Linked DNA regions of Zea mays: all the other regions are linked to region 2. The links are chromatin contacts, called in public Hi-C maps. All regions are on one chromosome and are shown on one strand. Each heading gives the region's core, a stretch centred on a gene start, on an enhancer-like site or on the middle of the called end of the contact. The rest is flanking DNA. Distances are from core to core; before and after follow the strand shown. Region 1 holds the start of LOC100191464 (putative leucine-rich repeat transmembrane protein kinase family protein). Region 2 holds the start of LOC100282650 (6b-interacting protein 1). Region 3 has its middle 11 kb from the start of LOC100193706.

The links. Hi-C and Micro-C count contacts between places; a contact is called where the count stands out from the background.
Region 1: a contact with region 2 is called in a Hi-C map of ear, with 2.0 times the contacts expected there. The contact joins the promoter of LOC100191464 here to the promoter of LOC100282650 in region 2. A contact is called at or near these places in 3 of 25 Hi-C or Micro-C datasets (ear, leaf and tassel).
Region 3: a contact with region 2 is called in a Hi-C map of leaf, with 7 times the contacts expected there. The contact joins the enhancer-like site here to the promoter of LOC100282650 in region 2. A contact is called at or near these places in 6 of 25 Hi-C or Micro-C datasets (leaf, root tip and seedling) and 1 of 3 datasets of contacts at active chromatin or transcription factors (seedling).

What each region holds. Positions count from the first base shown.
Region 1 is chr8:154,263,726-154,266,425 of Zm-B73-REFERENCE-NAM-5.0, reverse strand. It overlaps LOC100191464 (putative leucine-rich repeat transmembrane protein kinase family protein), which reads right to left and starts at 1,437. Exons shown (of 13, transcript NM_001136897.1): 1 at 1,269-1,437; 2 at 1-51.
Region 2 is chr8:154,074,746-154,077,445 of Zm-B73-REFERENCE-NAM-5.0, reverse strand. LOC100282650 (6b-interacting protein 1) reads left to right here and starts at 1,367. Exons shown (of 1, transcript NM_001155558.2): 1 at 1,367-2,700. The coding sequence starts at 1,497. The coding sequence ends at 2,444.
Region 3 is chr8:154,209,480-154,212,179 of Zm-B73-REFERENCE-NAM-5.0, reverse strand. No RefSeq gene overlaps it. Among protein-coding and RNA genes, the nearest start is that of LOC100193706, 11 kb to the left of the region's middle. Within about 2 kb of position 1,394, at least 12 of the 20 cell types and tissues checked have an H3K27ac peak or open chromatin away from gene starts, as enhancers often do. A contact at or near this core is called in leaf and seedling, where this site is marked.

The DNA.
Region 1 (2,700 bases), core at 188-2,687, 190 kb before region 2:
ACGCGAGCTCCACCCAGACCCAGGCGCGGCAGCCTCGCGTACGCTTCGCGCCTGCGTGCAACAAGGAAACAAACAGGCAGGAACAGGAACAGGTCAGAGGCGCCAGAAAAAGGGCGACGGGGAGCGGAGGGAACTTGCGATCACCATAAAGCGAACAAAACAGCTCTAGCGCCCCTTTTTTTTGGGTTTTGCCTGACGATCTTGCTCACACAGCACGCGATTCGAATCGAGAAACCGAAAAGAGGAATGGGAGAAGGGGTGCTTACACGGCGGCGGGTGGGGCAGCGGAGAAGAGGGGGGAGAGGAGAGAGAGATGTGGGGAGAGGAGGAGGGAAACAGCGGTCGTCCGCTGTTGGAGGAACGGGTAGGTAATTGGAGAAGAGACCAAGAACGGCAGGCGCGACACGACGAAGCCAAAAAGAAAACAAACAGACAAACAAACACACTTTGAAAGAAGATTTCACGGCGCATCCTCTTGGCTGTAATCGTGTTTGAGGTCGCGCCTTTTTAAAAAATAAAAATAAAAAATAAAAGCGACAGTCGTGAAGAGAATTCTTCCTCCGCCACCTGTAGGACAATTCCACGCCAGGATTCCAGAGACGGGCTTAAAAAACTGGATAATATATGAGGGACAGGGAGGTCGTTGTCATCAAGGGTGGAACGCGACTCTGCAAGTCTGCAGAACGCGCGCGCGCTGACATCGTCATCTCCGGCGACGGATTCGACGGCCCGCATTTTAGAAACCCTTTGGCGCCCGCGCCCATCATCATCCCATATGGCAGGAGAATATGGCCCGCACCGCATTGACATTGTTCCGGGGGTAAAGGAAATAAATTTATTAGAACATGTGTATAGATATTAAAACGGTTCTCTAAACTCAATAGACAATTAAAAACTATATTATACAAGAGAAAAAAGTATCTATAAATATAGTTTATTAATAAACCCTTTAAACACCAATTAAACACCCGAATAGCCTTTGAACACCCTTTAAACACCCGAATAGCCTTGCTTTGCTGTGCTTCAAGGGGAAAAGGAAATAAATTTCTGAACAAGGGACGGGAATAGTTAAACCGGGTCAAGAATCCCAAATCGGTTGCAGCTACCTTTTCGAAACTAAAAATAAAAAATCAAAGAGTTTTGTTAAGGGAAGAGCAACAAGCCAACAACACGGAGCTAAGGTTTCCAGGGCTAGCTGATAGGAAATGCGATCGACAGATGCCGATAGCGTTGCAACTCGCTGAGGCGCTGCAGAGATGGACCCTTACCCGTGGTTCAGCGCCGCGGCCTGGCGGCCGGCGGCTAGGTGATTAGATCGCTTTAGTCGCGCGGAGCTCCTCACAAGCTTGCGATCTGTCGTGGTGTGGGGGCCGGTGGCCGGCGGCCGGCGGCGAGCCGAGGCGAATCACGGGCTCACGGCTGGTTGCCTGGTTGGCTTGGGTTCGAAGAGACGCGCGGTAGGGCCCGCGCGGGGGGCAGGTGAGGTGGGGTTCGAAGAGACGCGCAAACGAGGGGGAATTCTAGTGATTTTTTTATTGCTTTAGCTAATTGATTGACGATGCCTTGGAGCTGTGGGCCAGCCTAGCTGTCCCCCGTATCACTGGCTGTGCCTTGTCTTTTTCTTTCGACAAATAATAATGATTTATTCGCTTTATTTATGTCCGTCGTTCTTCTTTTTTTCCGAAATTTGTTTATTTACTCATTCAGTTTATGTCCGTCGTTCTTCCGTTGAGAAAATGAAATGGAAATCCTCGCCTGCCGCACGTCGTCGTGGTGCCAGACAACCGTCGTGAAGGCCATTCTCCTGAATTCAACGCGCACTTGCAACACAGCAACAGCATCCGTTCCCTACTTTATTTCTTTTGAGAATAACCTCGTCAAATATATGTCAAGATTTAAGTCTCAACACATCACACATGATAGTGGCATGGATACCATATGTCCATATCAATATAAGGTTGCATCAAGAATTCACTTTGAATTCTCTGACCGTCTCCAACAGGTCATGCATATTATCGTACAAATCACTGTTTTGCATTGTTTATATTGTAAAGATTAAAATAGGGGATGATCTGGCCACTGATAAGATACTATAGAAAAATTTGAAAAAAAGCACCACCTCTATATAAAGAATACCTGAACTGCACTCGGTTGTGCACTACTGAACTGGTTGACTAGCTATAGAAAAAAAAAGAAGCCTTCACCGCGTAAGACCTAGTGCATGTTTGGTTTGTGGCTAAATATGTCACACTTTATTTAAAGTTAGTCGTCTGAATTGAAGAACTAACATTAGACAGAAAAGTTAGACAAAATGTGATAACTTAGAACACGAAACCAAACATGCCCCTAATCACGTACAAAGGCGTCGAACGTCCGCCTTCACTCGGTTTTACTTAATTTTGAATATACCACTTCGGCGTAGAGATGATTCAAATTTTGATTTAGTTCCTAAATTTAATGATCTGATGGAGACCAAGCTTTTTCTCTCTCCTGAAATTTGTTTAGCAACTTTCTAATTACATATTTAGGGTCATTTTTTAGTTAGTTATTATAGGTGCTCTAACCAACACTTGCAAATCCCTCTAACCAAAGATTAGTCCCTCTAATTAATCGGGGCCTAAAACATAACGAGCTTCCCCTATCAGATCCATTGCAGAAAGGAGCTAATCATGGATAAAAAAGGTTCGTTGCCGACCTGCT
Region 2 (2,700 bases), core at 118-2,617:
TGAGCCGCCTCCCATACGCGTGCTACCGCGAGTCGAGCATGACTGAAAAATATGAGAAAACATGGAGCATGACTGAAAAACAAAAATAACTTAATATTTTCCCGAAAAATAAGATTTTCCCTAAAAATGACTTATGTTTTATTGGACGAAGAGAGGCGAGCTGTGTGGGGCATGAAAGGGAGTCGAGCGGGACGTGAAGGGAGCCGCACGGGGGAAGGTGGCTCGGTCGAACATGCGCGCTCGTCGGTCCTAGCTGATTTTCGCTCGAGACTGTCGGTAAAGGAGGAAGCGGTGTGGGCACCGTAGGGCACGAGCTGTTGTAGAAGAATCATGTTTTCGGTCTATCCGCTCCAGATCTTATACTAGGGCCGCTCCGGATAGAGATGAATCTGAATACTTATTCGGATATTAAATTTTTGGTCTTCTTTCTTTAATTCTTAACAAATAGGGTATAGAATTTGTTATGTAAATTTATATTTTTATTCTCAATATTGAGTTTAATGTGATTCATAAAAAAAATCTCCAATTCATTTTATTTCCTTTTAAATAATTAATATAAAATTTTGGATACAGATACTTGTAGGGAGAAAATAATGCAAACAAAATTATAAAAAAACATTATTTTTGTCTATAACAATATGATAACAACATGGCTAAAGGTTAACACCAAATTATATATACATCGATATTAAAACATTAAATTTGTTATACAATTTGGATGTTTTAGGAGCATCCTAGCTCCGGGTGCCATGGAAAAAGCCACGGCGGACAGCCGGCACACGAGAAAAAACCGTAACGGCGCGGTAAAAAAAACGCCACGGCGAGCAGATGGGGCTTGACCGCTGAACAGCCCCGAAAAAACAGGGATATCGTCATTCCGTCAACCAAGCATTATCAGCAAAAAAAAAAAAACCGGTTGACGCTACGGGATAAAGAACCATCTCTTTCGGCACGGGCGGCTGTTTCGGCACGGCGCGAGCCGCGTAACTTCCCCGCCCCGCACCCGCACGTCCGTCCCGTCCCACTCCACCCACCTATCCCGCGCCGTGCCGCCCGGCCGGCCAACCGAAGTACTGAACCACGCCGAGGCCGCCGATCTCGCTCTCCGACTCCAATTCCGCTCCGTCCCCAGCGCCAGCAGGTAATCCCTCGCCGGCTCGGTGTCCCGGTCAAACCCGCCCGGCCCCAAACGACGAGCTGATCCAACGGCGGCTGCTCCCCCACGCACCAAACTCCATGGATCTGCGCCGCTCGTCCACGTGCCGTGTCGCGGACTCGCGGTCGCCACGGTCCACGGGCCGGCGCTCCTCCCCTCGCCGCCCGCCCCTCCCCCTTCTTTTAATCCCCACCCCGCCTCGTCTCCTCCACCGCCGCCCCCACATCTATCCACCCGCCCGCCCGTCCGTCCGTTCGTTCGTCTCCACGCGCAAACGAGAGAGAGAGAAGGCTAGGTCGTCGTCGTCGTGAGGCGGAGAGATCTGGGAGGAGGAGGAGCGATGGACGGGAAGCTACCCCCGCCGAACCCGAACCTGCCGTACCGGGAGGACTGCTGGAGCGAGGGCGAGACGGCGGCGCTCGTCGACGCCTGGGGCTCGCGCTACCTCGACCTCAACCGCGGGAGCCTCCGCCAGCCGCAGTGGCGGGAGGTCGCCGACGCCGTCAACTCCCGCCCGGGGGCCTCCGCGCGCGGCCGCCCGCCGCGCACCGACATCCAGTGCAAGAACCGCGTCGACACGCTCAAGAAGAAGTACAAGGCCGAGCGCGCGCGTGGCGGGCCGTCGCCGTGGTCCTTCTACGGCCAGCTCGACATCCTCGTCGGGCCCACGCTCAACGGCACCAAGAAACCGTCCCCGCCGCGCGCCGCGCTGCCCGTGTTCCGGAGGCGCCAGACGCCGCCGCGCTCCCCGTCGCCGCAATCGCCGCCGCCGCTTCCCGTGGCCCTCCCGCTGCACAATTACCGCCGTGGCTCCGACCTCCCTTCCGCAAACTTCATCCATAAGGCCGCCGCGGCGGCCGCCGCCGCCGCCGCCGCCGCGGAGTCCGACTCGGAAGATGGCTACAACAACAACGAGTACGACGATGACGAAGGCTCTCAGCAGTCGCCGTCACGTTCTGTATCTTCTCGCTCCGGTGGTGCTCCTGCTGTTGGCACCAAGAGGAAGAGGCGCAGCGGGAGCGGTGGATTCGGGGAGCTAGCGAGGGCAATCGAGACCTTCGCGGATATGTACGAGCGCATGGAAGCAGCCAAGCAGCGACACGCAGAGGAGATGGAGAGGCAGCGAATCAAGTTCCTCAAGGATCTGGAGCTGAAGCGGATGCGGTCTTTTGTGGACATGCAGCTGCAGCTTTCGAGGGCAAAGCACGCCAGGAAGGGTGATGCTTCCTCGGAGATGCTCATGTCTCTCGCTGCACTGCCCTTCCTCAGCAGCTCTGCTTATCTTTAAGGGCCTGTTCAGTTAGGGATGGATTCTCCAATCCCCTCAATCCACCCCTAGCCTTAAATTGGAAGAGTTTGGTAAAGGAATATTTTGACCTTCAATTAGGAATTTAGGATACAGTGAGTTGGTTGCTGTGCTAGACTTGTTCGTGGATTGTTTGTGTTTCCTAAGATACTGTAATTTTTCATACGAACCACGGAGGTATTGCAGGTCTTCAAAATTTAAATGTACCTTGCAATGCATTATGCCCAAGTTTTTTCTT
Region 3 (2,700 bases), core at 145-2,644, 130 kb before region 2:
CTGCCCGAGCTGGGCTTCGGGCAAGCCGAGGGTGCGCCCACCGCCTGAGGAGGCCCTCGGGCGAGGCGTGAATTCGTGCGGGACTACTGTTCCCGCCCAAGGCCGGGCTCGGGCGAGGCGAGATTGCGTCCCTTGGTAGACGAGGTCTTGACCTGAACCTTGCCCATCAGTCTTTGCAATTTGTGCTGAGGGTGGTTACCAGCCGTGTTTAGGAGTGTTGGGGGTACCCCTAATTACGGTACCCGACAGATATCTTCCCACCAAACTGGAGCGAAACTAATTAGTGTATTTACCACATATGGGATATGTCAAATTTTCATGAACACTCCATCCGAAAAATACCATATGTCATGAAACCATGGACCAATCATAAATACACAACACAACGGTTTTTTTTGCTTCTTGCAACAATCATGCACTTTTGACTCCTTCCCACGTTTATTTTAACTCATCAATGAATGGTTTCAACATCATATTAAGTTGTGGTCTAGGATGATTCAGCCCAAGTATGATGAGGCATAGAAACATAAACTCATATTTCATCCAAACAGAATGTGGAAGATTGTATGGTATAGTAAATATAGGCCAACAAGAATACGATGCAACATTCTCTTTGAAAGGCGTGAAGCTATTTGTCACCAACCTGAAGCGAACATTTTTGCCGCATCCCTGGCAAAATCAGCGTCAAAATTATCTAGAACCTTTCAAGCTTCACCATGAGATGGGTGCAACATCACTTGGTTGTTCTCACGTACACCTTCTTTATGTCATCTTATTTACCTAGATGTTTTCTTTGAGATAAACAGATGTTTCACCCGAGGTATAAAGAACATGTAACTAAGTTGCTTATGTGCAATTTTCGTTGCTATATTTTTACCATCTTTATTTACAACCTCTATAAACCTAGGTTGTCTATATTTTAAGCACTTCTTCACATTACTATGCTCCTTCCATAAAATCATGCAATTATGTTGGCACACATCAATCTCCTCATGATCCATGTCGAGACTTGAAAATATTTTTTTCCACTAGTGCACATCTTTGGGTATCTTATGATTTGTTGGAAGGACATCACTGGTCATGTTCGCTAGATCTTTATAGCAATTTTTTAGAATGCAAAATTGCACTTGACAAATTAGAAGTCTTGCCATAAAAGCTACAATTGTAACAGTCATGTATTCATACAATGTCCCTTCTAAAGATTTTATAAGTTTGAAGAACTTTTAAACATTCGGATAGGATGACCGGAGCAAGTGTGGGCAATTTGGATGGGTGGCACGACCCAAGCAATAGCTATGGTGTGGCAGGCGATCGAGACAACATGGTCAGGCGAGGGTAGAGACCGCGTTGGGGGTTGTGTAGCATGCCGTGGCGAACGGGCAGGGCGACACGACCGATGTGGCGATGGTGATAGGACGTTTGAGGAAAGTCGCGAGAGCGAGGAGAGAGATAGAGACACACGTGAAACCGGGTAGGTAGGAATAAACTACCTAATTTTCATCGACTAGGGAAAGAATCCGACGAAAATTAAATTTTTCTGTCATCTAAAACCAGACTTCTGACCAAGATTACTAATTTGTGTTAGCTCCTGCCCCTGGCCAACATAAATTAGTAATTTTCTTCGGCTGCCAGAAAATTAGCTTATTTTCGACCTTGTGCCGTGGCCGTAGCGGACAAAAATTGATCAAGGTTTACATAAATTATTTTGTCTCGCGGAAATTTCTCATTTTCTGTTTTCATGCTGTGATCATCGTCCATGTACGCGAGAAAGATTAATCTAAGAAAAACAAAATGTGTGGTGTGCTTCGGGATCGATCTGGCTAGGCGTAGGTGTGCATTCTACTGCTGGTGGCTTCTCCTACCTCGGCCTCGAGCGTCTCCATCTGCTGTTCCAGCAGCCTCAACCTCCGTTGCATGCTGTCCAGCCTCCGCCGCGCTGCCTCATCTGCCAAAACACAAGGCGACTACAGCTGAAACCAGTCGATTTTGCGCATCCCACGTTTCCTTAGTGACCACGTTTTGAATAATCTGTCACCTGAATTTGCGACTGAACGCATTCGACCGAGTCAGCTACACGGGTTGGTTGATCCGATTATATCATTAGGTGTGAGTGATGGACCGTTGGTTACTTGGGTCCATCATCCAACGTGACAAATAGTATATGACTATACATATTATCGGGTATTATAATTAGGGGTACATAACTTATGTCTATAAACATATCAAAACACACGAGTACTAGGGAATCACAGGGCAAAATACGCTCTCCGACCTCCAAGGTCATACAGGACCAAATCACGATTCTCCCGAGGCTCCGCATGCCGGGTGCACAGATACGCTTCGCCCGAGCAAACCTCGGGTGAACACTACGCCTGCAGGGTCCGCGACTCACCCGGGAAGCACCCTTGGACGGAAAACAAATATTCGTCTCACCCGAGGGCATCTCGCGCGAAGGTCCACCCACGAGCCTAGAGATGTCAATGGGGACCCGATACCCGATAACCCGTGGGGAATTCCCCTATTAGGGTATGGGTATGGGACAAAAATTGTCCCCATGGGTATGGATATGGGACAAAATCTTCACCCATTGGGTAAATGGGTATGGGTTTGGGAAGCAATAATTCGAACCCGATTACCCATGGGTATTTCATATGCGTACACCTGTCCTGTTTGTATGAATGAGTTGAGGCCGAGTCGCCA